Linked DNA regions of Bos taurus: region 2 is linked to region 1. Evidence: chromatin contacts called from public Hi-C data. All regions are on one chromosome and are shown on one strand. The core of a region is the stretch at or near the end of the contact, and the rest is flanking DNA. Distances in the headings are between cores, read along the strand shown.

Region 1 (4,279 bases), core at 1,582-4,081:
TATGCAGGAGACATGGGTCTGATCCCTGAGTGGGGAAGATCTCTGGAGAAGAAAGTGGCAACCCACTCCAGAATTCTTGCCTTTTTGTTTCCCTGGTTCCACTTCTTCCACGTGTTCCATCTACCCACCTTTAAGTGTATGAGTGTGTGGCATTCTCTGGCCAGCCTGATGTGTTGGGCAGGGACACCTCTGTTCAGTTATGGATGTTTTCTGGTTGTAGATCAAAGGAGAGGCATCTCATAATGCCATGATGCTGATCACTTTTTCTAGCTTTTTAAGGTGGAAACTCAGATTTTCACCTTTCTTCTCTTTGAAAACAAGTATTTAAAGTTCTACATTGTCCCGTAAATATCTCCAACTATTTAGGGATTTTTCAAATATTTTCCTGTTACTTATTTCTAACTTAATTTCATTATTATTAGAAAGTATAAAGCCTGATTTCAGTCTTTTAAAATTTATTGAATTTGTTTTATAAACTAGCATATGGTTTATCTTGGTGAACAAAGCATAGACATTTAAAAAAATATGTATTCTATAGTTATTGAGTGCAGTGTTCTAGGAGATATTAGGTCAAGGTGGTTGATAAATAGGTCAAGTGTTCTATAAATTGGGCAAGTTGGTTGATAATCTTTTTCTAGTCTTCTATATATTTTTTTAAATGGGAAATTGCATGGATCTATTATCGAGGTTTTTATCTAATTCTGATCACTGAGAGATGAATGTTATAATCACTCACTGTAGTTGTTGATTTTTCTAATTCTCCTTGGAGTTTTTATTTCACATATATCAAACCTCTGATATATGTTGCATACATGTTTCAGTTCAGTTCAGTTGCTCAGTCGTGTCTGACTCTTTGTGACCCCATGGACTGCAGCAGGCCAGGCCTCCCTGTCCATCACCAACTCCTAGAGCCTACCCAAACTTATGTCCATTGAGTCGGTGATGCCATCTGGATGCCATCCTGCCATCTCATCCTCTGTCGTCCCCTTCTCCTCCTGCCTTCAATCTTTCCCAGTGCTAGGGTCTTTTCCAATGGGTCAGTTCTTCTCATCAGGTGGCCAAAGTATTGGAGTTTCAGCTTCAACATCAGTCCTTCCAATGAATATTCAGGACTGATTTCCTTCAGGATGGACTGGTTGGATCTCCTTGCAGTCCAAGGGACTCTCAAGAGTCTTCTCCAACACCATAGCTCAAAAGCATACAAGTTTAGAATTGTTAAATTTTCTTGATGATCTAACCTCGTTATCATTATAAAATGTCCCCATTTTCAACAACCAACATATTTGAGCAGGTACAATTTTTTATAACAGATATAAGTTTTATATATAAAACTATAGTAGATCCATGCAATTCCCCGTTAAAAAACATATAGAGGAAGCATAGACTTTGGATTAAAGATGATGTTTTGGTAAAGATTACAAAGAACTTTTCCAGGTTTAAAACTGAAAGTTTTACTGTAAAATTTCTTGTAAACAAACTAGTCAGGACTCAGTTTCATGATGACAGTATGTAAGATAAGGAAGAAAAGACATTCATTCCAACCTACCTAATGCTAATTTTATTAGTCTTTGAGGTAAATATTGTCTAGTTTACACTTAACTTTTATGATAAGATGTAATGGCCTGCTCAATTGTTTTCTCAAAGTAGCTGTGTCAAAATGTCCCCATTTTTTTCTTCTTTCTTTTTAATATTAATTTTCTCTTCTACTTGTATCATTTCTAGGTTTCTGTCTTTGAGCTTTACTAATTCTCTTTTCCGTATGGTCTGCTCTGTTTCTCTCTGGCCTTTATCAGTTTCTTTTGATTAAAGAATCCAAGGGCCTGGGTGGTAGGTAACACTTGAACTTCAAACTTGTCATTAAAGGATGACGTTAATAGTAGCGATGATGACAATGAAATAATCAAGATGAAAATAATAATAACTAGCATTTATTGAACACTTACATACTGCCAGACGAGTCTGATAGGTTTACTAAGTAATTACTAGTACTAATGCTGGAGAAGGCAATGGCACCCCACTCCAGTACTCCTGCCTGGAAAATCCCATGGACGGAGGAGCCTGGTAGGCTGCAGTCCATGGGGTCACCGAGGGTCGGACACGACTGAGCGACTTCACTTTCACTTTTCACTTTCATGCATTGGAGAAGGAAATGGCAACCCACTCCAATGTTCTTGCCTGGAGAATCCCAGGGATGGGGGAGCCTGGTGGGCCGACTTCTATGGGGTCACACAGAATCGGACACGACTGAAGTGACTTAGCAGTAGCAGCAGTACCAATGCACTTTGCTACTAAACTCCATGAGAACCGAGACCATTACATTTTTTCTTAACAATCCATTCCCTGGAGCACAGTAAGAATTTAATAAATATTTAATGAATAAAAAAATTAGCGTTAAGTTCCTCAGTCGAATCGGCAAGATGGACTTCAGTGCCAGAGCGGGGCTGATGGCCCGTGGTTTCGCATCCTTGGAGGTCAATTGAAGCGCCAGATCCCTGCGAGGAGCAATAGGAACCAGTGGTTTTAAATTTTCTAGGCAACCGCTGATGGATTGACAGTATGTTGGGGCCTAATGGTGTGCACAAAACAAAAAGCTGAGATTTGAGAAGACAAATGCCCTTCTCGCGCTCGACAAGCTTCTGAGAAGCCGGGCAGCCGAACCAATTTCAGCCTGAGATACCGCCGCTTTAGCGCCGTGATTTTGCAATCATTCAACTGCTCTAGTGCGTCCTGACTGCTCTAGCCCCTAGAGGAGGTGACGTCGGAAGTCTCGACTGCTCCTCGCGGGGCGTGTCCACCCGCCGGCGTTTGCCCCACCCACCCCCACACGCTCCACTTCCGGAAGGGCCTGTCGCGCTCTCTGTGGCTAGGTGTTTCTACGCCTGACAGGTTAACGTCCACGCGGGAGAAAAGAGTCGGGTCAGTCCTACTCCAAAAGCATCTGTTCCCGTCGTTCTGGAGACCGCTTTTGCGCGAGGGGCGAACTGTTTCTAGGGCAGCACGTCAGGGGCCACCTCCTTGTTGTTGCTGGGTCGCGACCTCCTGGAGCTGCGTAATTGGGGGACCCGTGGTGGGCTAATCTTGACCTTGCCTCGTGGTCCTTGGTGAGCATTTCCAGGAGCACATTTGTGATGAGGTGGAACTGTGCACTTTGTCGGTGTTCCCAGGTTACAACAGTTTGAGAGAGGCCCTGCCTAGATGATTGTGTAAAAGAATACTCTGGCTCGGTGGTCATGATAATTCGTCTCCATCACAGCTGAGCTCCATAAGGGGGCTGACCGTAGAAGTGATTTTCAGCGTTTAAGTGATTTTTGGGTGTTTGTATAAGCGTGCGTATGCATGTTTGTCAGTCTGTGCGTGTGTGGAAAGGGCTGTAATTTAGAAAATCCACAAGTATTATATTTTGCTACTTTTCCTGGTCTCTTCCCCTCATTCCTCTTTATTCTCACCTGAGGGGCATTGCTGTCCTTCACCTTTGGACATAAACAACTCTCTACTTGAACTTACACATTTAAAACACAGATCTGACTGTTAATCCTCTACTTAAAACCTTACTGGCCTTCCCATTGATTCAGGATAGTACAAATTCCTTTGGGTGGATTGAAGACACTTCAAAGTCTTGTTTATGATGAATTTTTCAGTCTCATCTCCTTTCATGGGAAACACACGAACACATACGTGCTGTATGTCCCTGTCATGCCATCCTGCAGTAATTTCATCTCTTTGGCTATGATAGTGTTTTATAATGGTTTACCCACGTTTAGAAATTTACTTTTCCATTCAGTCAGAATTTAGTGATTTCATGGTTATTGCCAGACACTGTTTTAGGAACTGGGGGGAAAATGGAGTTAAAATTGGGGAGAAAAAGCCCAACCTGCAGTCCTTTTGAAAAATAACAGCTTGATTGAAATATAGTTCACACACCATGGAATTTTTAAATACACATTGCTTTTTAGTGCATTCACAAAGTTGTACAACTGACAACCACGGTTTTAAAACATTTTCATCGCCCCTGAAAGAAACCTTGTACCCATTAGCAGTCTCCCTTGAGTTCCTTCTTACCCTACCCCACTTGTAGCTCTAAGGAACTACTAATCTGCTGAATATATAAATATATTTGTCAATTCTGGACAATTCTAGAATAGGCTGATAAATAATAAACCATGTGGTCTTCTTTCGCTTAACATGTTGAAGTGTATCAGCACTTCATTTCTTTTTATTGCTAAATATTGTTTCACTGTGTGGATAAACCACCAGTTACTTATCCATTGGTCCTGTTGAT
Region 2 (4,588 bases), core at 1,596-4,095, 89 kb after region 1:
GTTGTAATTGGTGGGAATTGTCCATATCCCCAGCACCATCAGTCTGGCCAGGGCAGGCCCTCAACACCTGTTTGCTAAGCTAAAGGAAGAACAAAGGTGTGAATTCATGCCATGCTCTTGTCTGAAAAATAGCAGGGAAAGCACACTTGACAAGGCTTTTGCACTGAATGTTGTGAATATATTATAACGCTGAGATGTAATTTTTTCCCCCCACATCTCAGTATTTCTGAAATGACAGATACCTTAGTCAGTGGACTGTGGTAGGTGAAGACACCGCCCCTGGAGCTGGACTACTTGGGCCTGAATCCCAGGGCTACCACTCACACACTTGTGAGATTCTGGGCATTTTACTTAATCGTTTTGTGCCTCAGTTTTAACAGCAGTTTGTTCCTCTACTTCCTGGTGTTGTCGTGAGAGTTTAATGGATTAATATATGTGCAGTGCTGGCTCAGATGGTAAAGCGTCTGTCTACAATGCGGGAGACCCGGATTCGATCCCTGGGTCGGGAAGATCCCCTGGGGAAGGAAATGGCAATCCACTCCAGTACTATTGCCTGGAAAATTCCATGGACAGAGGAGCTTGGTAGGCTACAGTCCATGGGATTGCAAAGAGTTAGACACGACTGAGCGACTTCACTTTCCTTTCACTTTAGAATATCACCAGGCACATAATAAATAGTAAGAGATATGAGTAGTAGCTGTTAGCAGCACCATTAAAGGCGACATAGACATTCACTATATTGCTGTTTTCTTTTAACCCTGAAAAGCTGTTTTAATCCATGGAGCACAGCTTACATGGCTAAGCATCCCATGTCAGTAGCTGCAGACTGGCCGCATTCTGTGTGCTGAGGTTGAATGCCCTCTCTTCCCGCACCAGTTTCTGGTTTGCTGCAGGAGAACATGCAGAGTGCACAGTATGCTGACAGGAAACCAGCAGGCTTTGTTTTTTCTTCTTAATATAGCAAAAGAGAAAGAGGGGAAACCCAGATAAGGCTCATTTTAGAACTTCTCCAAAGCTTAGACTGGTAATAAGTCTTAGCTGTGTAAAACTATCAACCAAAGAAAATTGTATTTGAGAAAGTGATTATGTATCCATTAATTCATTCACTGCACTAAGCAGCTTGTCGGATTTTAGTTCCCTGACCAGGGATTGAACTCAGGCTCTTGGCAGTGAGAGCCTGGAGGCTTACCCACTGGACCACCAGGGGAATTCCCTGAAAAAGTTCTTCTAATGTAGTTTTTGTCTGATTGCAGGGCAGCCTTCCTTAGATGGTTTTCAAGGAAACTGGGCTATGAAGTGGCAAAGGTAATGACTGTTCTGGGGCCTAGCTCCCCATCTGGTGCCTCCCGGTGTCCTCAGGTTAGACAGTAGATGGATGTCTCTCCCCAAATAGTTGTGGGTTCCCCTGGTCCTCACTCTTCACTTGTGGCTGGCTGCAAGACCACGTCAGGGATGTGGTGGCTCTTCTCTGAATTGCTTAAGACTTTTCCTCCCGTCTCATGCTCAGTTGAGAAACGATAGCCGTGTAGGAAGCTGTGCATGACTCCTGCTCACTGCCACACCCTGTTGAGCTCTCCTTCACGTTAAGCAAGATCTGACTAATGCATTCTTTGGAGATGCTCTGCCTGTTTTCATCCTGAGACTAAATGTTTTTTTCCCAGATCACACTACTGTAATTGAGTTTACCCTCCACTTTGAGAAATATCCTTACCTACCAGAGAGCACAGCCGAGACTCCCACGGCATTGGAGGACACTGATTTGGAGTTTTGGTACCCTTTCCTTAGTTGAACAAAACAGTATATGAGTAAACAATATAGGGATGATCTGAAACTTTTTTTAATTCGATTTATCTAAACCCTGAGTTTGATATTTCTGTGTAGAACTGGTCAACTTTAGCCTTGTCAGAGGGTGTGTTCAATGACCATTTCCCAGAAAGAGTATCTACATGAGGAACTTCCTCCAACAGGCCTTCTTCTGAACCTTCAGGATTCATTTACCTTCAGGTTGCAGAAATGATAGGCAGGCAGCTGTTCTTACTCTCCATCGCCTAGAAAGTGGAGGAGCAGACAGTGGGAATGTGTTCATCTTGACTCAGGTTGGTTAGCAGAGACACTCGGACACTCGCTGATCTGAGTCCAGTGCAGTGGGTTTGGTGCACTGAACTTGCTGAGCTGGCTCCTCTCCATCTCTTCATTCAGCCCGAAAGTCATGGCCAGTTTCCTTATCCAGGGGGTGGGCCATTTCTCAAAATATGAAAGAAAGCAGCCAGTGACTGCTCAGGCCCGCTTGTAGGCTTACAAGACCAGCTATTGCCACAAAGGGAGAAGCTTCCTGTTTACCAGCCGGCGTGAGACAAAGTGGTTGTGCTTCCTGGCTGTGTGGGACTTGGCACGTGGGCCACATTCTGTCCATCAGGACGGCAGGGCTGAATGCCTGCTCTGTGCTCAGCCCTTGCCCCTGTGGCCCCGGTCCTGGATGCAGGCCACCCTCCGGAGGGCACTTTCACTTGGACTCCAGAACTGGCCCTGGCCTTCTGAAAGGGAAGGCGGCCTTGCCTCCTTGCTGGCTTCCTCCGTAGCTTTCCCTTCCCCATGGGGCCCAGTCCAGGCAGAACCCTTGGCACGAACCTGAATCTCACCATAAATTCACATCTTTTGTTCCTAAGTCTCTAGGAAGCAGGATGTCAATGCCTCTGGGGAAACAGGTCTTTTTCGCCGGAGTGGCAGCTAGTGGGAGCTGCGCCATCCTGTACTACCTGGTCCAGAGTAAGTATCCGGTGAAGCGCCCACGGCAAGGCCGCCTCCTAGTTCTCTTGGCCCTTTCCTCCATCAAAGGAAATACTTCAGATGCTTTCAGCAGATTAGAGACAGACGGAAAGGGCTATTTTGAGCAGCCAGTATACCATTCCATTGGCTATAGCTTCCTTCTCATCCTGTAATCCCAGTTTTCCCAGGAGCCACAAGAACAAATAAAAGGAACAGGACTCATTTGCGTAAGAAGCCTTGAAAAAGCAAGATGGGCTTTCACCCCTGTGCACACACAGGGGATCCATCAAGATTTCTGAGATTATGTAAAGAACAAAGGAAAGGGGGCTACCAGATGGTTCCCAGGTGTGGCTTTCTCCAGTGTCCTCAGCCTGTTCACCCTGCCATTCTCTGCTGTTCAGTTAGTGGCAGGCGGGACACCTTGAGCTGGGGACTGGGGCAGGAGCAGAAGATAAAAGCAGAGTCCAGGCTGGCAAAATCCTGACAGATGCGGCTTTCAGCCCCATTGCACCTAAATTTGAATTTGTAAAGATAGACCACGATCATTGGGAGCAGCTGAGACATTTAAGGGCATTTCAGTGCTACTGGTTGCGAAGCAGCAGCAGAAAGACTGACTTTCTTTGAAGATCTTTTATGCCTGCCCGGCTTGGCTCCTCACCCTGTTACTTCCTGCCCTGACGTGAGCATCACTCACAGCCAGGCAGATAGCCTCAGCCCCCTCCACCCGTTCTTCCCCACCTTCCTTCAGGGCTGACCCAGAGGTCTCTGGGTCTAGAGTTGGCCAGAGATGAGCATTCCCAGGGATAATTCAGACTGGAATAGCTCAGCACCACTGCCCCTCTGCCAGAGCAACGGAGGCAGAATGTGACAGGAATGAATACATTTTCAGGTTGAGGGCCTGGCAGCTTTTCCTTCTGAGGGAGCTGGGGTCAGCTGATAGTGATAGTCCAGTGGGCTCTGCGACCAACTGCCTGGGTTGAATCACAACTCCCAGCTCTGGCCTAGCTGTGTGATCTTATGGGGGAGTCTGTTTTCTTCCTGGGCCTGAGTTATCTATGTGATGAGGGGTAATATTTAGGGCCTCCGTGTGAGGTTGTTGTAAAAATTAAATCAGTCTCACAACTTGTGGGATACGGAGGAATTGCTCAGGGAAGGTGGTCTGGATGCCGCCTCTGCTCCGTTTGTCATGGCTGCGACCTCGTTCACGCCTGCAGCCCTCTCCTGGGAGGCCATCCTGGAAGGGCATTCTCCTTGACCTCTCCAGGCTCAAGCTGCCTTTCCCGTCCATTACTGTGATTTGGCCTACAAGTCTTTCTTGTTGCCACCTGACAACCATACTTGAGAAGCTTAGCTTCCTTTGGTCTCTCCCTGGGGAGGCTTGTCGTACCTGATGCTTTCAGGGAAGTGCTTCCTGGAGTTACCAGTAGTCTTTGGACCAAGGATACCTGAGGCTGAGAGCAGTTTATCTACATGAAATGTTGGCATAAATCTGTAAACTTGACAAGTTAGCATTTTCATGTCCTATTACTTGGCCTAAGGGTTTTGTTTTTGGTGGTGCAGTCTCTCTATATTTTGCTGGTTTATCAGGACCTTCCTCTTAGTAGAAGGAGTAATGTTCAGAAGTCAAGTTAGATTCTGGCCCCAACTCTGCTTCAGATATCACAGGACATAGAAATAGAAAGAAAGTTAAAGAAGGTCTGAGCAGACGCCTTACGTGAAGAAGGTCTGAGCAGACGCCTTACGTGAAGAAGGGAGGCAGTGAATGAGGTGAGGAAATAAGAAATGAAGTTGACACAGAAGGATCAAATACTTTGCTCAAGGT

What was found. A called contact is a pair of places that touch in the nucleus more often than the background predicts.
Region 2: a contact with region 1 is called in a Hi-C map of liver, with 1.5 times the contacts expected there. The contact joins the enhancer-like site here to the promoter of COA1 in region 1. A contact is called at or near these places in 2 of 11 Hi-C or Micro-C datasets (liver and an unstated tissue).

The regions. Positions count from the first base shown.
Region 1 is chr4:77,368,433-77,372,711 of ARS-UCD2.0, forward strand. COA1 (cytochrome c oxidase assembly factor 1) reads left to right here and starts at 2,832. Exons shown (of 6, transcript NM_001034256.2): 1 at 2,832-2,886.
Region 2 is chr4:77,457,881-77,462,468 of ARS-UCD2.0, forward strand. COA1 (cytochrome c oxidase assembly factor 1) reads left to right here. Exons shown (of 6, transcript NM_001034256.2): 3 at 2,667-2,766. The coding sequence starts at 2,682. Among named protein-coding and RNA genes, the nearest start is that of STK17A, 55 kb to the right of the region's middle. Within about 2 kb of position 2,846, at least 57 of the 102 cell types and tissues checked have an H3K27ac peak or open chromatin away from gene starts, as enhancers often do. A contact at or near this core is called in liver, where this site is marked.